Linked DNA regions of Mus musculus: all the other regions are linked to region 1. The links are chromatin contacts, called in public HiChIP or PLAC-seq and Micro-C maps. All regions are on one chromosome and are shown on one strand. The core of a region is the stretch at or near the end of the contact, and the rest is flanking DNA. Distances in the headings are between cores, read along the strand shown. Region 1 holds the start of Ubr5 (ubiquitin protein ligase E3 component n-recognin 5). Region 2 has its middle 35 kb from the start of Gm41301. Region 3 holds the start of Grhl2 (grainyhead like transcription factor 2). Region 4 holds the start of 2310043O21Rik (RIKEN cDNA 2310043O21 gene).

The links. A called contact is a pair of places that touch in the nucleus more often than the background predicts. HiChIP or PLAC-seq counts read pairs in DNA pulled down with a chosen protein or histone mark.
Region 2: an H3K27ac HiChIP or PLAC-seq map of epiblast stem cells shows a contact between it and region 1, with 5 times the contacts expected there. The contact joins the enhancer-like site here to the promoter of Ubr5 in region 1. A contact is called at or near these places in 2 of 39 promoter capture datasets (hippocampal neurons and pre-B cells) and 5 of 115 datasets of contacts at active chromatin or transcription factors (astrocytes, bone marrow-derived macrophages, epiblast stem cells and 2 more).
Region 3: a Micro-C map of embryonic stem cells shows a contact between it and region 1, with 2.5 times the contacts expected there. The contact joins the promoter of Grhl2 here to the promoter of Ubr5 in region 1. A contact is called at or near these places in 3 of 39 promoter capture datasets (hippocampal neurons, pre-B cells and stem cell-derived epiblast-like cells), 2 of 484 Hi-C or Micro-C datasets (both in embryonic stem cells) and 1 of 115 datasets of contacts at active chromatin or transcription factors (embryonic stem cells).
Region 4: an H3K4me3 HiChIP or PLAC-seq map of bone marrow-derived macrophages shows a contact between it and region 1, with 4 times the contacts expected there. The contact joins the promoter of 2310043O21Rik here to the promoter of Ubr5 in region 1. A contact is called at or near these places in 5 of 39 promoter capture datasets (the 3T3-L1 cell line, hippocampal neurons, liver and 1 more), 1 of 484 Hi-C or Micro-C datasets (adipose-derived mesenchymal stem cells), 3 of 115 datasets of contacts at active chromatin or transcription factors (bone marrow-derived macrophages, embryonic stem cells and thymic regulatory T cells) and 2 of 9 other capture datasets (adipose tissue and liver).

Annotation. Positions count from the first base shown.
Region 1 is chr15:38,077,576-38,080,153 of GRCm38.p6, reverse strand. It overlaps Ubr5 (ubiquitin protein ligase E3 component n-recognin 5), which reads left to right and starts at 1,300. Exons shown (of 59, transcript NM_001112721.2): 1 at 1,300-1,790. The coding sequence starts at 1,729.
Region 2 is chr15:37,099,682-37,102,259 of GRCm38.p6, reverse strand. No RefSeq gene overlaps it. Among named protein-coding and RNA genes, the nearest start is that of Gm41301, 35 kb to the left of the region's middle. Within about 2 kb of position 1,274, at least 88 of the 459 cell types and tissues checked have an H3K27ac peak or open chromatin away from gene starts, as enhancers often do. A contact at or near this core is called in epiblast stem cells, forebrain and hippocampal neurons, where this site is marked.
Region 3 is chr15:37,231,761-37,234,338 of GRCm38.p6, reverse strand. It overlaps Grhl2 (grainyhead like transcription factor 2), which reads right to left and starts at 1,303. Exons shown (of 16, transcript NM_026496.4): 1 at 933-1,303. The coding sequence starts at 952. It overlaps Gm16136 (predicted gene 16136), which reads left to right and starts at 1,180. Exons shown (of 2, transcript NR_155442.1): 1 at 1,180-1,363; 2 at 1,512-2,418.
Region 4 is chr15:38,593,648-38,596,225 of GRCm38.p6, reverse strand. It overlaps 2310043O21Rik (RIKEN cDNA 2310043O21 gene), which reads left to right and starts at 1,292. Exons shown (of 3, transcript NR_045757.1): 1 at 1,292-1,418. All of the region lies in intron 2 of Gm41309 (a long non-coding RNA gene), which reads left to right.

The DNA.
Region 1 (2,578 bases), core at 51-2,550:
GACATACAGTATTTAGACCCAGTGTATAACAAAATGCTGTAACTGGGTAAATAATTAAGGCCACTTGGTTAAGTAGCAGAATCAGGACTGAAATTCTACTTTGTCTGACTCTAGAACCAGCAGTGTCCATCACACGGACTTGAGGGGAAAAAAAAATCAAAGTAGCAATTACAGGATGGTTGGTAGTCATGGGATGCAGCGCTTTCAGTGGCTTAACTCACTATTAATTGACTGACACAAGGTCTTACTGTGTAGTTCTAACTGGCCTGGAACTCTTAGATCAGGCTGGCCCACAACTTAAGATGTCTGTCTGCCTCTGTCTTCTGAGTGCTGGGACAAAGGTGTGCATCATTGACCAGCCTTGAACACTTTGTAGTTTATCTAGGTGAAAACTGGAGCTGATGGCCAACTAAAAATTATTCCTTATCTGTCTCATGGTGTACCCAGTAAATCTTGATATCTAATTTTTCATGTATTCTCAAAAGAACTTCCTAAACTAAAGAAGAGAAGAAAACTGCTCTGCTGTGCAATCATTAATGTTGTATACCCGATTTAACGAACGACTGTTACAGACTGGAGAAGAGGCTTCATGCTTTCAGCGGAATTCGATATTTCGAAAGGATCACAGAAAACTTTAAGAGGGAAACTGTACCGGTTCGGGAGTGAGGGTACGCGGAGGAGGAAGAATTTCATAAGTTGTAGTTCTGATACCCCAGGTCACAAGAAATCTCCCTACAACAGATGCATATCATCTTTCATTAAAGTATACACACACACAACCACCCCCATATAAAAACCACACGAATAACTAAAAAGTGGAAATTTCCACGTTGCACGATGGTAGTGCTGATGAAAGCTGCTACACAGTCACTTCCAAGATCCTACTATCAGGTTTTGATAAGGCTCTTACGTAACTGCCTGCCGTAGGAAGCGGAGCATCTCTGGTTCCTCGGGGTACATTTCTCTTAAGTATAAATGCGGCTGGAGGACGAGAAACAACAACAAGCCATTCGCATATGCACAACCATTAGGGATCCGGGAGGAAAAGAAACCCGGCGCGCGTGCCCTTTCGCCCGGCTTCCCGAGCACGTGCTCTCTGGAACACGCCGCCCCGCCCCGGGGGGCCGGGCTCGCGGCCCAGCGCGCCAATAGGCGAGCACCTTACAGCACCGTGGCCCGACAACGTTAAGCGGCCCAATCGCTGGGGCCCGGCCGCCCGTTTCCCGGAGCCCCGCCCCGCGCGCAGAGCCCCGCCCCCGCGGCCCCGCCCTCCGCCCCTCCCCCGCCGATCGGCGCCCAGGCTGCGAGACGGAGAAACTGGGGCAGAAGTGAAGATGGCGGCGGCGGCGCTGGCGGCGGCGGTTCGTCGCCAGTGACGCGCGCTGCGGGCTGCTGTCCCTCCCCGCTCCCCGCGTCCGCCGCGTCCGCCCCGGCACCTCTCCACCCGCCGCTCGCCGCGCTCCGGGCTGCCCTCGTCCGTGCGCGCCGTGGCCGGCCGAGCGGGCGGCGCGTTGATCCGCCCTCCCGCCCGCCGCGCCGGGCCGCCGGGCCGCGGACACACGCTCGGCGGGGAGGCGGCGGTCCCTGCGCGCTCGCGGCCCTCCGTTTGGGGACCGGGAGGAGGAGGCGGTGGCGGCGGCCGTGGGATCCGGGGACGGGAAGGGGATCGGGGGGCCGGACGACAGCGGGAGCGGCTCGTTCCCGGGAGCGGGGCGCGCAGGCGGTACCATGACGTCCATCCATTTCGTGGTCCACCCGCTGCCGGGCACCGAGGACCAGCTCAATGACAGGTAATGGGGCGGGGGAGGGGCACCTCCCTCCTTTTTCCCCTCCCCCACGGCCGCGCCGGGGGCCCTACCGCCCCCTGTAGGCCCGGTGTGGGCCAAACTTGGGAGCCTCGGGCCGCGGGGCGGGGGCCGGCGCGGTGTGGACGCGGCTGCGGTGTAGACGGCCCGGCGCGCTGCCCCCTCCCCCTCCCGCGAGGAGCCTCGTTGAACTCGGCGGAGCCGGGGGCTCCCGGCCCAGGCCCGAGGAATCCATATTAGTCAAAGTTGAATTGAGACAGACAATGCGGATGGGGGATGGTGGAGGTGGAAAAGAGAGGGAAGAGGAGCGGCGGGTTCGGGGGCTCCCGCGAGTCGTGTCCCGGGGGCTGGGTTTCCCCGGGGAGGCGGGGTGGGGGTGGGGGAGAGATTCCCGGCAGACCGCGGGTTGGGAGGGGGAGGAGGGAGGGAGCGCCATGATTATTGTTATTATTATTAGATTTGAGCCCCTGCAGTGAGGTTGACTGCCCCGGGAGGGGAATGAAGTCAGGCGGGGGTTGGGGAAGTGGATTGGATTCCCTTTGCTCTCCTTCCTTCGCCTTGGTACTGCCAAACTGCTCCTGGGCCCCTGCGGTGAGAGCCTTTTTGTTTCCTTTTTTATTCTAATGATAGTGTTTTCTGGAGTTGTAATTTGACAGCTGAAAACCGTGAGTGGAGTGTCAAAGGAAAATTCTTCGGTTTGCAGTTCGCAGTGCTGCTTAACGCGCTGTGAATTTCTGGGTTGGGTTTGTTACGGGCAGAGGAGGAATTTTGAT
Region 2 (2,578 bases), core at 25-2,524, 980 kb after region 1:
GCTACATCCTCCTTTTCTCTGAAATCTTACAAACATTATTCATTCACCACAAGCCTGTGAATGTAAAATGTACAAACTGTGTAGCTATGTAGCCATTTGTCAGCAACAGCTCAGGACTTGCTCTGGCCCAGGCCTGATTCTAAGGCCTGGGGTGGGGGTGGGGGTGGGGGGTAAAGCAGACAGTTAAGTCTACACATGTACAAGAATTTTCCAATGGCTTAGCCAAACAACAGAAAGCAGTCTGGACTGCTTGCTGTCCTCAGATACTCAATTGAAAATAAGCAGGCTTTTTGTTTGTTTATTTGTTTGTTTTGTTTTTAGAAACAGAGTTTCTCTGTATAGCCCTGACTATCCTGAAACTTACTCTGTAGACCAGGCTGGCCTTGAACTCAGACATTTGTTTGCCTCTGCCTACAGAGTGCTGGGATTAAAGGCGTGTGCTACCACCACCCAGCTAACAAGCAGGCTTTTAAGGGGCAGGTGGGCAAGTATTTGGGGAGAAGTGACGTGTAGCACAGAGGCCTGAAAGTCTCCAGCTAGGTAACCCCAATGCATACATACCCCTTTCTGTTTAAGATTTATTCTTATTGCATGTATGCATGTGTCTGTAAGGTGATGCAGGATCCCCTGGAGACCAGGAGAGGGCAGTGGATCTGCTGGCCCTGGAGCTGCAGGTGGTTGGGAGCTGACTGGTGCTGGTTTGGGGTCCAGACATGGGTCCTCTGTGGGAGCAGTAGTGTTCTAACCACTGAGTCATCTCTCTAGCCCCTAGGGGAACACTTTATAGTGCCACCTCCCCTCATTTGTCCTGGTCCCCAAAGCCACAGCTCTCTTTCACTCTACTCAGTCACAGAAACTTTAAAACATACAAGACAGAGAAAGAGCACTCAAGAGAAAGTCAGTGTGTAGTACCACCCAGCTTCCAAGGTCACTAACAGATGGCCAGCCTTCTGGGGCTGCTCTCCATGGCTCAGAGGCCAATGTCAAAGAGCCGCTCTACTGGACAATCTGTTCCCTGTCTGTGCTAACTTCCAGAGGCTGCCCACTGCTTCTGACCATTCCTTCTCCCACTAACCACCCTGGTCTCCTGCGTCCCAGTTATAACGGTCCTTATGGTCACATTGCATATGGCCAGGCAACTTGAGATAAGCTCTGTATTTCAGCATCCGTAACTACCCTATCTGTAAAGTCAATTTGACTCAACTCCACAGTTGGGATTAGGAGGTAAGACAACTTTGTGGCCAATTTTGAGCTTAGCACAGGAGAGGGGAAAGCTATCAGATATCCAGACTCACAACCACCTCACAGCTGTGTCCTCTCTGAAGGTCTCTGTGGATGAATAACTGATAACAGCCACTGTGCTCCGGGAAACCTATCGATGGCCACTCATTTGAGGGGAGGCATCTGGGAACCTTTTGGTTTTGTAGCAGAAAATATGTAGCTCTTTTCTCTTGTGCATATGGAAATTTCTTAAAACTGTCAGTGTCCATTCATAACTAGCTGAATGGTTATCGTCATCACAGGAGACTGGTCGCGGGCTGATGCTATCTATTCTGCTTCTATTATATCGGCTCTGTGTCTACTTGGACCAGATCCGAGCATTGACTCACTTTGACAGTTGAAGATCACTGCTGCTGGGTACTTGGCTCTTCATGTAAGAAGTCCAGCTGCCGTGCTGGAAGGGAAATGTCTTGTCTTACAAGGGATTGCCCTGACTGGGTAGTAAAGGAAAGAAGGGACAGACAATCAGGTAGGTCGTGCTCCCTCTGCTGGAGCAGCACCATTACTGCACAGCAACCCAGAACCTAGGCTTTTTTTTTTTTTTTTTAAGTGCAGCATAGTGGGAGTGGCTCACTAGTCTACGTAGATCTCTCTGGAGAGGAGCAGTCTCAGGCTGCAGTTATCCAGCATGATGAAGCTGCAGTTGCTCATTTCTGCACATACTGCACACATCTCACTGAGAGAAAAAGACTTTACCATTCCTCCATTTCACCGGGGCGGGGGCGGGGCGGGGGCGGGGCGGGGCGGGGTGCTGCTCCCCGTGCATCTGAGGCTGTGGGGTTTTTGACATAGCCTATCATGTCAACAACACACACTCACTCAGAGCTTCCCCTGCTTCCACACAGGGTTACCTTGGTTACTAAGAAATGCAAAGGACCCAAGTCACATGCTTATCAGTTGCCTTCTGTTGTGATAAAACTCTGTGACTAAAAGTAACTCAGGAAGGAAGAGTTTCTGTTGACTTACGGTTCCAGAGGGGAGAATCCATAATGGTGAGAGAGTCCTGGCAGCAGGCAGCCTTAGCAGGGAGCTGACAGGTGACATCTTCTACTGTAAACACAAAGCAAAGAATGAACTGTAGTACTGGAAATGGCTAAGCTATAACAAGCTTTTTCCTAGGCTCCATAATTCCCCTCAAACAATGCCACCAACTGGGGGCCAACTATTTAAATATGTGAGCCTATGATGGACATTTCTTAGTCAAATCACCACAGCGTCGTAATTGTCCCTACTAGATATACGAGCAAGGCCATTGCTCTACACCAGACCAATGGTCAGATGGACAATACCGTATCAA
Region 3 (2,578 bases), core at 54-2,553, 850 kb after region 1:
AGCCCGGAGTCCCGGTGCTCCACCATGCTCCCCCACCCCCTTGCCCTCGACAGCCTCGGCGAAGGCCGATCGAGCCCCACGCCCGAGGTGGCGGCCTCCGAACAGTGGGCCGCGCGGTCACCGGACGCGTATGAGCCAGAGACGTCGGGGCGCAGGGAGACCGGCCCAAGTGTGGGCACCCCTTCGTACTCGGCCTCAAAATCAGTCCCCCATTCCCGAGAGGTCCTGTCCCGCACCTGCGCGAGGTGACTGGCCACTGCGTGGGCTGCGGGAAGGAGCGAGGCGCGGGCACACCCACGGACCCGCCATCGCGGCCTGCCCGCTCCTCCGTCCCGTCGGAGACCCGCGCTGGGGCGCACATGCACCCCGGGTCGCCGCAGTGGGGAAGATGGCCGTGTCTGCAATCGCATAAAAGGCCTTTGTTGAGCGCACACAAAAGAGGCCCAGACCGCTTTTCCAGCAGGCCCTTTGGCCTAATCGAAGGAAGTCGACTGAACTTCCAACCGGCCCAGGAAGTCTGAGGCTGGGGAGCACCTCCAGGCAAGGGGGTTAACTACAGGCCTCCCGCCACCATCTGCCAAAACCTCAATCAGTGCCCAAGGGTCCGTTGGTCGGGGCAGTGGGAGCTGAGCTCATTCGTCGGGGAGGAAGCAAAGAAAACCCACGTTTACTTGCAAGGCCCCAAAACGGGTTTTAAACATTCACGTTCGAGTAGGGTCTCTCCCCTGAATCGGGGTAGAAATAATCCGAGAGGGTCTGGATACACCAAAAAGAAAAAAGTAAAAAGAGAGGAAAAAAATACAAAATCAAAATCCAACAATAGCGACTTAAAAAACAAAAACAAAAACAAAAAAAACAAAAACACAACAAACCAGTTGCCATCAGCCCAAAGGGGCAGCGGCAGCCGCCGCCGGCGCGTGCGACCCACTTACTTGTCCGACTCTTGTGACATGTTTGATCCAATGAACTCGCTCCCCTTTTCCTGGAGCCTCAGCCTCTGGTGAAACTGGACTTTCAAGTCTGTGCAGGTGAAGGTGTGTGAGAGCGCCCGAGATGGCAGAACAAGAGCTACAGGTAATTCTGCTTTCGTCCCCCCTCACCACTCTCGCTCGCCCGCTCGCTCGCGCCCTCACCTAGCCGGAAAGGTGGGATGGGGGGAGGGAGCCCTCACATGGGGCCCGCGCTCGGAGGCGGCCCGGCGGCGCGGAGTCCTCCCGGATCGCTGCAATGGGCAGACACAGAGCGCAAAGTGGCGGACTTGGGCGGCCACAGGTAACTTTCTCGCAAGGCGCTGAATTCTTTCACTAAAGGGTACAAGCCCGAGGGCCGAGCTGCGCGGTGATTGGCTGCGGTGCTCCCTCAGGTGAGCTGCCATTGGCAGAGGCGCGCTCAGGTAAGGCCCTTCTCCAAGTGCAGGTCACTCACTGCGAAGTTTACCTGAGTGGAGCGGTGGCACGCTGGAGACTCTGCGAGCTGACTTCTACCCACTTTTGGCTTTCTTCCCTGACTAGGGGCAGGGTAGAGGTGATGGGAGAGACGGAGCGGGGAGCGCCACTACAGACACTAGGTACCGTGGGTCAAACCGAAGGACGACAGAATGCTGAACCCAGAAATCAACAAGCCACCCGGAACCAAATGGCCAGTTCACCACCTGCCACTTGACACTCGCGGGACGAAAACTGTGTGGCGGGCAGAAGAGTCAGGGAACTAGAGTTACGCTATGCTGAGTGGGAAAGGAACGGATTGCCGGGTCTCTTGCGTAATTGCATTGTTAGCATTCTTATCCACAACAAACTCTTCTCCTGCTCTGATGCATAGAAGATAGCAGGTCGTTTTCAGTTTTCAACTAGTCGAGCGACCTTTCCTGAACTGGATCTATGAAGTGCGGCGTGGCTTTAATGGAGAAAGGAGATTCGGTTGAATAGACTCTTAAGGTGGCCCGGGCGCACCTCTTGCATCTCTCCGCAGCCTGGGATTCCTGCGCTGCGGAACAACTACTGCATCTGTTCCATAAGCCTGTCGCCCGTTGACATTTCTAGGCAAGCATCAACATTTACATTGTAATTCAATAGAAGCAGCTACTACAAAGGCTCTTTATCCTTGCAGTTTAATATGGTTGCCAGGGGAACAACGCAGGATGAAAGTGACTTGTTTGTGTGGGTTCTCTTCTGGTCCGGAACAGTGCGAAGTAGCCAGGTGTCATTTATAATCGCTGCTACGAGAATTAAGTATTTGTGGGAGTTCTGACAGGGATCTAGCCCATACATGAGCGTGGTGGAAATACAGGAGGGTATGGAAAGCTTTGCCACATTTATGTCAAGTCAACACTGGAGCACTGGAGCTGTCAGATTTGACACAACTTCTGTATTAAACCTTTGCAGGTCACATGATTTGGGGGAATTAAATTACGGCACTAGGTTTGGTTGTTCTTTATTTCCACTCTTAGCAACTGACTTTAACGATTCTATTTTATTTTAGATAATAACATAAGCACCCATACAGGTACTTTTTAGAAACAATATATTTTTAACACAGTTTGAACACGGTATCCGTGTGCACCTTACTTTCTTTTTCCCTC
Region 4 (2,578 bases), core at 43-2,542, 520 kb before region 1:
ACAGCAGCATGCAGGCTTCAATGCCAGGTCTCACTGCTAAAGAATTAATAAATAACATGTTGAGATTAGTTTTACAACCCACAGGCCGACTGGGATCCAATTAAAGAACTGTTCTTTAGTAATGCCTGAGATATAGTCTATTTTAAGGCAGTCGACCAAGCATCTCTGTTTATTAATTCAGGGAGGAGACGGCCTCATCAGGAGACTCTAATCCACGCTGGGTGTCATGACTCAGACCTGTAATCCTAGCTCTAAAGTGTCTGACACAGGGGTGGGGGGTGGCAAGTTCAAGGGCAGCCTGGACTCATAGAAAGGCTGTGTCTCAAAACCCAGCAAGTGGAAATAATCTAGTCCTGCTCTAAGGGGGTTGTTTGTCTAGCATGTGCAGGTCCTGAGTTTGACCCCCAGAAGTGAGGAGAAATCGTAAATCTAAGATTAAAAATCAAAATGCCTTTAGGAGACAAATGTAACAGATATTTATGATCCCAGACTAGGAAAATCTCTGGCTACAGATGTGGAGCTGTAATCCCAGTCCTTAGGGAAGCTGAGGCAGAAAAACTAACTACATCCAGCCTGGGCACCATAGGAGATTTTATTTCAAAACAAAATCAAAACCCAAAGAAGCAATAGTATCAATCATTAAAAGGATACAGTAACATTTTGCTTTTCCAAGACAGGATCTTATGTGGCCCAAGCTGGCTTCAAAGTCAGCTATAAAGACCTTGATCTTCTTCTGGCCTCCACCTTCCAAGTGCTGGGTTATAGCTGCACGGACCTCACTAGGGACTTCTGTGCACGTTTCCTTCTCCCTTCCCTTCCCTTCCCCTTCCCTTCCCTTCCCTTCCCTTCCCTTCCCTTCCCTTCCCTTCCCTTCCCTTCCCTTCCCTTTCCTCTTTCTTTCCTTTCCTTTCCTTTCCTTTTCTTTCCTTTCCTCTCTCTCTCTCTCTCTCTCTCTCTCTCTCTCTCTCTCTCTCTTTTCTTTTTTGACACAAATCTTATGTAGCCCAGGATAGCCTAGACCTTTTCATGGTTTTATGCAGAGGAAGACCTTGAATCCCCTCCTGTCTCCTGTTAGAATTTTAGACATGTGCCATCATGGCTGCTTTTTAAATGTGGTGCTGGAGAATCAAACCCAGGGTTTTACTCAGGCTTGGCAATCAGTCTACCAACTGAGCCACAGCATCAGCTCAGCTTCTTCATTACATATCTTGGAGTTGGTCAAAGATGGAATATGACTCAGACATATTCTTGGAGTTGGTCATATTCTGGAATATGACTCAGACATATTCTCAGAGGCATCACCAGCTCCTGATGTCAGGGCCAGGCCCTGAGGTAGACTTTTAATTCTTTCAGGGGAAAATAATGTGTGAGAAACTAGGCAAGAAGCAAGACATCTCTTGCCACCGCAGAGCTAGAAGGTAGGTGCACAGTGACCCAAACAGTGACCATGCCAGGACTTGGTAACAGTGGAGGTACGGTACTCTATATGGGGGTGCTTGGGGTTGGGGATTTAGCTCAGAGTGCTTGCTTAGCAATCGCGAGGCCCTGGGATTGGGCCTCAGCTCTGAAAAACAAACAAACAAACAAACAAACAAATCAAGGTAACTCAATATGGTGATTGTATGTTGAGAGTGTACTGGCCAGTGAACTGGTCTCGGTATCCACAGCAGCAGCTCAACCAGATTGCCACTGCACAGTAATCATGGCATGTTTCCCGTGCTTCTCGGCTCTCATGGTGGGTTTGGCGCCGATGCTATGACCCACTCATCGATTCTGCGCTGTGCAACCAGTCTTCAAGCACACAGCAGCAAGCACGTTATCAGGAGTCAGCTTCTATAGCAGATACCCCGACAGATGCTCCTTGTTCCCCATCAAGACCCAAGGGAGTTGTTTCTTCAGTGGCTGAGTGGGCTGCTGGCAGGCTGTCAGACCGCATGAGAATTACCTCTGTGGAAAGGAATGTGTTCCTCCAAGGTCAAGCCCAGCTACTGCAGAAGTCTGAATTCGGACACTGGCCAACATGGCCCCCACATGCTGTTGCAAGACTTCTCCCGTGGTGCTTAGTTCATTTGCGTTTCAGATAAACGTTAATATATAAGTTGCTGTAAAGCAAGGGGCACTTGCTAAAAAATATATACATCACTGTTTATATATAAAGTTCAAGTCTGTCGGGTATGGTGGTGCACGCCTTTAATCCTATCACTTGGGAGGCAGAGGCAGGCAGATTTCTGAGTTTGAGGCCAGCCTGGTCTACAGAGTGAGTTCCAGGACAGCCAGGGCTACACAGAGAAACCTTGTCTCCAAAAACAAAACAAACAAACAAAAAAAAGTTCAGGTCTGACTGCTTTTATTTGCTAAGTCTGGGAACACCAAACTCAAGGCAACTCGGTTACTGCCAGCCCAAGAGCCTTCCACGGTTCAGCTGAGACTCATGCCAGGACGTCCATCACATGGTAGCTCCTCCCCTGTAACGCCCACTCCACCTCTCCTCTCTCCCCTCTTCATCCCTCTCTCTTTCTCTGTTTCTTTGTTTGGTTTGGGTTTTGAGATGAACTCTCATTATGTAGCCAAGGCAGGA